Linked DNA regions of Mus musculus: region 2 is linked to region 1. A link is a contact called in public ChIA-PET data. All regions are on one chromosome and are shown on one strand. Each heading gives the region's core, a stretch centred on a gene start, on an enhancer-like site or on the middle of the called end of the contact. The rest is flanking DNA. Distances are from core to core; before and after follow the strand shown.

Region 1 (3,921 bases), core at 1,162-3,661:
GCTTTGAGCATCAGAGGCCCTGGGGGATGCCTGAAGTTTGCACACGTTCTATCTAGGCTGGCTTCATCATTTTCCCTGTGAGTAGGTTAGGATGATGTTCACAGTCTTTGCTTAGCCTGGCCCTTCTGCTTTTCTAAGGGGGTGACTTCTACCACCACCTTGCCTGTCCGTCAAAGCAGACTGTCTCTGGAGTTGTGTGGACAGGAAGGAGCATCAACAAGCTGATATTCTGGGCATTGTGGGATTTCCAGGCTGTTCTCCTTCAGTGTGTTCAGAAGAGAGTCACTTCCCTCTAGCAGAATATTGGAGGTACACCAAGACTGACCCATAATTATCCTGCCTTCTCTGTACACACATCCCACAGTAACCTACCCTCTACAGCAGGTGTATGTCTTGAACTGTATACCAGGCCATTTCCCTGAATAAATGCTCATCATCTTTTGCTAGATTATTTATGGGCCCAGTAGTAGGAAGGCTGGTTGCCTTGGAGGACTGTGAAAATATTGGCTATCATAATAAATATAGGTATTCTGTGGAACTGACTGGTCCATGCTAGGTTCAGGCATCATCTTACCTTACCCTCTCCGGATGGGATGAAGCCCACAGCTCCATGGCCTGGCTACAGAGCCTGGAGTCTTACAGTTCTAATTCTGACTCAACTGTTATTAATACCTGAGGGATTTGGGTCTACAAATCACTACACTGCTTACTGATAAAATGGGATTATGATATTTTTCTTATTTCACAGTTAGGTTGCTGCAGCTTCATTATCTAAATGCTTTGAAAAGCTATTCTTAAATGTGTGATCTCTGAGCTTACGTCACTATAGACTGGCACAGCCTTGTGTGGGGGTGTGTGTGGGTGTATGCATGTGAGCGTTCGTGTGAATGAATGTGGGGGGGCAGTGTGCCACTGAGCTCATGGAGGGGTCAGAGGACAGCCTGAGGTGTCTGTCCTACTCTGCATGGATTACTTGGAGCAGAGGCACCAGCAAGACATTACTCTTTCCTTGCTGTTTCTGAATTAGCCGCACACATCCCTTTATATGTGTATATCAGCAGCATGACCTAATAAAGTTAGAGTCCGTATCTTTCAGACTGTGTTTAGAGTATCCCCTTACAGTAAAGTTAAGACAGGGTGATGTGTGGTTTATAATCCGATAGAAAGAACAGTTCGGCCAAGCCTTCGCTCCACTCTTGAATGATTATTGGGTCTTGGTTTTTAGATGTCAAATTCTCAAATTTCTCCAGTGTTTCCTGGCTTGCTAAGGACTGTCACAGAAGGCAGTCCTCATTTGTCACTGTTACTTTCTATCCATGGGGCAACTTGATCATTCTTTCCCCTGCCCGGCAGCTCCTTACGTTACCACCCTGGAATTCCACATGAGGTGGCTATGGTCTAGTGTGCTTCAGACCCTCACCACTGTGCTTTGAGGGTGACTTTCTGGAGTCTCCTCACTGGCTGCGGTATCAGTCGCTGCCCATGCCGCTCAAGGCAGATGGGTTAGGGACAGTAGTTGGTGAGGTGGGCTAGAGTCAAGCAAATACTACCATCAGAACAGTAACACTGTTGGCCATACTTTGTTAGGCTGCAGAGAAAAGATCTGGCTATTACAACCCCATCAGGAGGTAATTCATGTATCACACACCTCCCCACACCTGTTGTAATTCACTGCCTGAGATGGAGGTCATCCCAGATCTCAGATGCTGCTATCCTGGCGATGATGTGCGTGCTTGACCACGGGTTCATTTGTCTGCCTCAGGAGCTCTTGGAGAGCTTTGGGTGCTGGATCCAAGAGAGGGGCTCTGGGTCAGAGTTGAATTAATTGGGGTCAGAGGAGAGGGGTCCCTGGCTACAGATGCTGTGAGAAGACGTGTGCTTGGTAGGAGGAGTAGATTCTCACGTGTCATCTTAGGGACATGCCATGCCAAAGAGAGGATGTCTGTGAAGCCTCAGCTCCCAGACTCCCTCCAGACCTGAGGTTCTAGTTTGTTTCAGATGGAGGATGGGGTCAAGGGGAGGAGTAGAATAATGGTGGTGGCTAGACAGGGCTGAAGCAGAGGTGCCAGCCTTCTCTCCTGGAGCCACGGTTCTGGAATTATTCTCTTCCTGTCCTTCAGGGATGAGCGCATTCCCCTGTTCGCTGAGCTAATGGAGGTGTTTGCCCACTGAGAACCGTGGCCAGGTCAGATCCAAAACCAAAGCCCCTCCTCACCAATGTTGTGGTCAGGTTTCTCAGCTCTGTCACAAGTCCACATTCACTTCCTCCCCCGCCCCCGCCCTCCCAAGCATGGAAAACAAAGTACTCGGTTTTTGGACTCTTTTTGTGGTGACGTCGCCAGCCTGTACTTGCGGTGGTTTGGGTCTCAGACATGTGGCTTGGTGAGCGAGCCAAGCGCGAGGCGATGGAGTTTGTTCTTATGTGAGTTAGTGCCCTCTGCAAGCACGGAAGTGGATTAGCCGTGCACACGACCACACAGTCTTTTGTGTGGTCTCTGACGGAATGACCCAGTTAGAGGCCTGGCCCAGGGACAGATGGGCAGGGCTGAGGAGCTCTGACAGGGCTCCTTCCCAGTTCTGTTACAGGGGTCCCTCCCATCCCTCTCTGGGTGCACACCACCATCAGAGCCAGAGGGAGAGTCCCTGCCCGTGGGCTTGGCTTTTGCCCATTTCCTTTGTGGCTGCTCAGATAAACAGAAGGGTGCAAGCAGCGGATCCGATGAGCGTGATAGGAGAGATGATTGATTTCACAGCATTGCTGGTCGGGTTTGGAGGCAGCCATTGCGAGGCCCCGCAGCTTTTCATCCATGGTCACCAAACTTGAGCATTTTTTTTTTTTTTTTTTTAGGAAATCTCTTTGTGAATACACTCAATGTGGCCAGAGCCATCATCCCTCCCTTAGCAGTGACGCAGAGGACTGCTGGGCTCTATGTCCAGTAGCCTATCGAGAATCACACTTGAACTAGCCAGGCTGCCCTGGGAGGCTAGCCCCTGACGTCCTCGTGTAATTGTCTCACACATGGGCAAGTGGTTCGATCTATAAAACGTGTGGTTGCTACGAATGACTGTTGTTGGTAAGGAGAGCTGGAAGCATTCTCTTTTCTAGATTACCTTTCAAATATTCAAATCCATGCACCAGCAGCATATGGCTAGAATCCCTGCCGCACCCCCCAACCCCTCCACTCAGATGTCTTCCAATGTGCTTCAATGAATTCCAAAGCCACATCAGGTTTGCATTTTGAAAATGCCAACTGTATACTAACTGAATGTGAGAGATGAAGAAATCGTTCATATTTTTTTTTAAAGAAATGGTGTTTCTGCATTCATATAGAAACCAGCTGTATGGATTTCTTTCTCTTTTTTCTATCTTTTTTTTTTTTTAGCATAGTGGTTCATTTACATTTTGATATTGTTGAATAAATAATGTCACTGAGGGGTTCTTAGCTAATTTTCAGTACGGCAGACCACGGCTGGACCTGTCACGCCCCCTCAGCCTCCTCAAATTTAGGTCTAGAAGTACAACTCCATTTGCTGTCTTCCTTCCTTCCTTCCTTCCTTCCTTCCTTCCTTCCTTCCTTCCTTCCTTCCTTCTTTTCGGAGGGATTTGAGACAGGATTTCTTTATGTAGCCCTGGCTGTCCTAGAACTCACTCTACTGTAGGCCAGGCTGCCCTCGAACTCACAGACATCCAACTGCCTCTGCCTCCTGATTGCTGGGATTAAAGGCCTGCACCACCATAACCTGGCTGTAACTCCATTTTCTTGTTGCTGGGGGTTGAGCTTAATTTGCGGGTGCTCTTTCTGCTTTTGTTTCTTGCTGGCTGTATTGATGGCTGTTCTTGTTCCTTGACAGGATGCCTCGGGAAAGTAACTTAAGGATTTGAGGATACAGTCCATTATTCTGGGGAGGCAGGACAGCAGG
Region 2 (3,799 bases), core at 805-3,304, 330 kb before region 1:
ACGGCCTGCAGGAATCCTGTCTTCTGATTCTGTCACCATTACACAGGTATTCAGGTTTCAAACAGGAATGAAGGATGCAGGAATATTTGGAACAGCAGAATCCTGTAATAAGAAAGGCTTACATGCAACATTAAAAATAAATGAAAGCATTAAATATATTTATATTGAGTTAAACTTTGTCTAAATCAGAGAAGAGGAAATACTGCTATTAGCACTGGCAGCTATGAACATATCTGACATTATTCATAGGACAACGTGGCTTTAGAGTTTGGACAGAGTGAATCTTGCCTGGAGTTTTCTGTAAGTCTGTAACCTCTTGTGTTGTAAGAGGAAAGGAAGCACCACTTTCTCTCTGTATAACTAGAAAACCCAGGACCTTCGAAGGCTATTGCAGAGTGATAGGAACTGTCAGATCCTAAAGCTTAACTCTGCCCACTCCCTTCCTAGACATCTCTGTCTCCACTGGTGAGAATGGAAACACAAGTCTGTGTGTACCCTGTTGTGTAAGTTAGCTTACAATTTAATTTGCTTTGACAATATCCCAGTGTTCTAAAGCTCAATGTTCTTTAAAAGTATTTATTTGGGCACATATAAAAGAAAACAACAACCTATGTTTGTGAACCATTGAGCTGTTGGAGTTCTGTCTTGTGGCTTAAGGGTATTTTGGGGTAACTTATCATAGCTTAACAAATCAAATGCATTGTGACATAGTGAAAAATACAATGTAGCTCACTGAAGCATTTAAATTGAATAAAGAATATTATTTTGTAGGATTATGCTGTAGTTGGTGTCACTACATACATGAGAGGTGTTAGAGAAAGTTATCCCTGGGATGTGGTTCTGGAAGGAGTCAACATCTGGGTCAGCAAGGAAATTAATAGCAAGCAGCCCAAGGTTGTGGTGAGGGGTTTCTTTCTAATTATTTAGATAAAATTGAATGAAGACACAAAAAAGAGGCCAAAGAGAAAGTAGCCATGTGATACGAGTCTGTCCACCAGAGCTTAACAAAAGCAGTAAGGAACAGAAAATCTGGGTTAAATACAATAGCTGCTCATCAAAGGACCAAATGATGGGATAGTATGTGTTAGCCAAAACAGGATCAAAAGAAACCAGAAATGACAGTCTAGGTTAGTTCAAATCTGGGCAAAGTAGAAGAAAGAAATAATGCCCAGTAGACAGTGTTCAAAGACGAAGAATGCACATCTCAATGTTATGCACATTGCTTAGCAACAACATCAAAAAATAAAATAAAATAAAGGGAAGTGCAGAAGACAAAGGAGGAAGAGACGCATGCCTGTGATGTAATCTGCTACAAGGTTAAAATGAGAAAAGCCATGACAGAAAATGAACTGAAACCTTGGGTGAACAATGACATTCATTATTGTCACCTAGGCAAGTTCCTTTAAAAGTTAGACTCATTAAAATAACTGGCCACTGTAAAGATATTGATTGCCATTTAAAATACACTTCATGTTCTTTCATAAATACAGTAGAAATATGTTTTATATTTGTGTGATTTAATGTTTTAAATACACATGTATGTTAATATAATATATGAAAAATAAGTGGAAATTCCTAAAGATAGTTTAGGATGGCATTTGGCAATGATTTTCATCCTATATCTTGGACAGGAATTGTTGCTTTGCCTATATCTAATGCTTTAAATATTTGGACAGTGGTTAGAATCCAACCTGCTTGTAAAGTTCAAAAGTACCTTTATATAAATAAAAGCTTCTAAAGGCCAGTGGATGCATTTAAAAATAAGTCAATTAATTCATCCCATATGCAGCAGTTAAGATAAGACGTGTTTCCAATGTACAAACTTGGCTTTGACCTTGTAAAAACTGAAAGCGGTATGAACCCCACATTCCACAGCCACCACAGGCTTCCTCTAATAAAAGGATTACTGTCTTAAACATTCCTCAGAGCCATCTTTGTATGCTCTGTCTGCAAAATAGAATTTTTCTTGGTAATTGTCTTGAAATCGTAGAGCTCCCGTGTTTTGGTAAGCAAGCCACATCCTGCAGCAATAGAGAAGAGATGTAGAGCAGTGACCAACATAGACACAGTTCAGCCAAAGTAGTCATAGCCAGACTCTCCATGCTGAAGTTTTGGGCTTAAATGTTTTACTGGGCTAGGGAGATGTTTTAGTGGTAAAGCATTGGCTGTGTGAGTGTAAGGAACTGAGTTCAAATCCCTAGGATTCACTTAAAACTAGAAATGATAGCACAGGTTGTCTGTGCCTACAGGGAGGCGAGAGCTGAGGACAGGAACAGGAAGCCCTGCAGTCTAGGCTGTCTTCAGTCCCTGATGAAAGGGTACATTCTGTCTTCTGTCCCTGCTGAAGGGGGACATTCTGTCTTCTGTCCCAGCTGAAGGGGGACATTCTGTCTTCTGTCCCTGCTGAAGGGGACATTCTGTCTTCTGTCCCAAATGCTCTGAATACCTCAGACCTGCTCACCCTTTCTTCTACAACATTCATGATGTCACCATCTACCACTTATCCGTCGTGGGAACCTTTAAAAGCTAATTTCTTTTCTTGACCACTGGTCACCAAGCTGTATCTAAATCTGCCATCTATCTATCCCCGTTTCTTTCCACCCCACTATCTCTGATCCGTGATATATTGTCTGCTGTCACAAAAGATCATGGGCTGGATGTTTTGAACACCAGAATTTATTTTCTCGGGGTCCTGCAGGCTAGGTCTGAGATGAAGTGTCAGTAGGGTCACTCCACTGAAGCTACTCCCCCTGCCTCGTCGATGATGACTGTGTCCTCTGTGTCTTCGTGTGTTCTTCCCTCTGGATGTGTTTGTATCCAGTTCCCTCCTTAAAACACTAGTTTAGTCCCTGTGTCCCACAAAGGCACACAGCCCCCCACACACACACACACACATGCACACGTGCACACAATACATAGATTAAAAAAAAAAAGAGTAGCCATCCTCAGCAGAGCCCGTTCCGTCCAGTTTGAGTGCTTCTCCACCTTTCTCCACCAAGCACTGTGTGCACAGCCCTCCACAGCCTCCTACACACCATACATCCAGAGCTCACAGTCTCTGTGCTCTCATGCCAGACACAGAGTCGCACAGTCTCTGCAAGCTCTGACACTAGACACAGAGTAGCAGTGCAACCCTTCCCCAGCTTCTCTGAAGGAAGAAAAAAAAATGAGTGCAGATTGTCAGAAAGGTGTACAGATTGTGGGCACTGGTACATTAGTAGTGACACGGGAAATCCGAGGGAGCCAGGGGAAAAGGTATAAATTGCAGGATAATATCCAGGGGAGGTCGGTGTGTTAGTAATGCAGAGGATATGATGGACTTAAAGGAAGGGTCTGAATTACAGGGTAATGGAGAGGGGAGGTCAGTACATTAGTACCATGAGTAAACTGACCAGTTGGGAGGAAACGGTGCAAACGGTGCAAACTGTAGGGTACCATGAAGCAGGGGCGGCTCTGTCCAGAGCCTCCCACACAGCAGGAAGTCTTCCTTCCCCCTCAGACACCTTTCAGTGTTTTTTAAAGTTCCATCTCATAGTAGGCCTTTGTCTTTTACAACTGTTAATTAAATTTCAAACTATTGTTACAGGGGAAAATTATTGCTCTTGCTTAAAAATCGGAGGCAGGAAGATTCCCTCAAAACCTCTAACTGCCTGAGCCTAGGAGCCTCAGGTCGGGGCTAGACAACACCAATCTGTTGGGGGAGGGAGGACCAACATGACCCTCCCACTCCTCTGACAGGCTCTGTAAATAGGACTGTTGTTTCCATGTTCGAGAAAGAATTTTAAATAGCCTTGCTATT

The links. ChIA-PET counts read pairs in DNA pulled down with a chosen protein or histone mark.
Region 2: a contact with region 1 is called in an RNA polymerase II ChIA-PET map of memory CD8 T cells, with 5 read pairs. The contact joins two enhancer-like sites. A contact is called at or near these places in 1 of 115 datasets of contacts at active chromatin or transcription factors (memory CD8 T cells) and 3 of 9 other capture datasets (adipose tissue, liver and pancreatic islet).

Annotation. Positions count from the first base shown.
Region 1 is chr12:99,466,706-99,470,626 of GRCm38.p6, reverse strand. It overlaps a transcript of Foxn3 not described here. Among named protein-coding and RNA genes, the nearest start is that of Foxn3, 19 kb to the right of the region's middle. Within about 2 kb of position 2,411, at least 149 of the 459 cell types and tissues checked have an H3K27ac peak or open chromatin away from gene starts, as enhancers often do. A contact at or near this core is called in adipose tissue and memory CD8 T cells, where this site is marked.
Region 2 is chr12:99,793,581-99,797,379 of GRCm38.p6, reverse strand. The region is part of intron 5 of Efcab11 (EF-hand calcium binding domain 11); the gene reads left to right. Among named protein-coding and RNA genes, the nearest start is that of Efcab11, 88 kb to the left of the region's middle. Within about 2 kb of position 2,054, at least 84 of the 459 cell types and tissues checked have an H3K27ac peak or open chromatin away from gene starts, as enhancers often do. A contact at or near this core is called in adipose tissue and memory CD8 T cells, where this site is marked.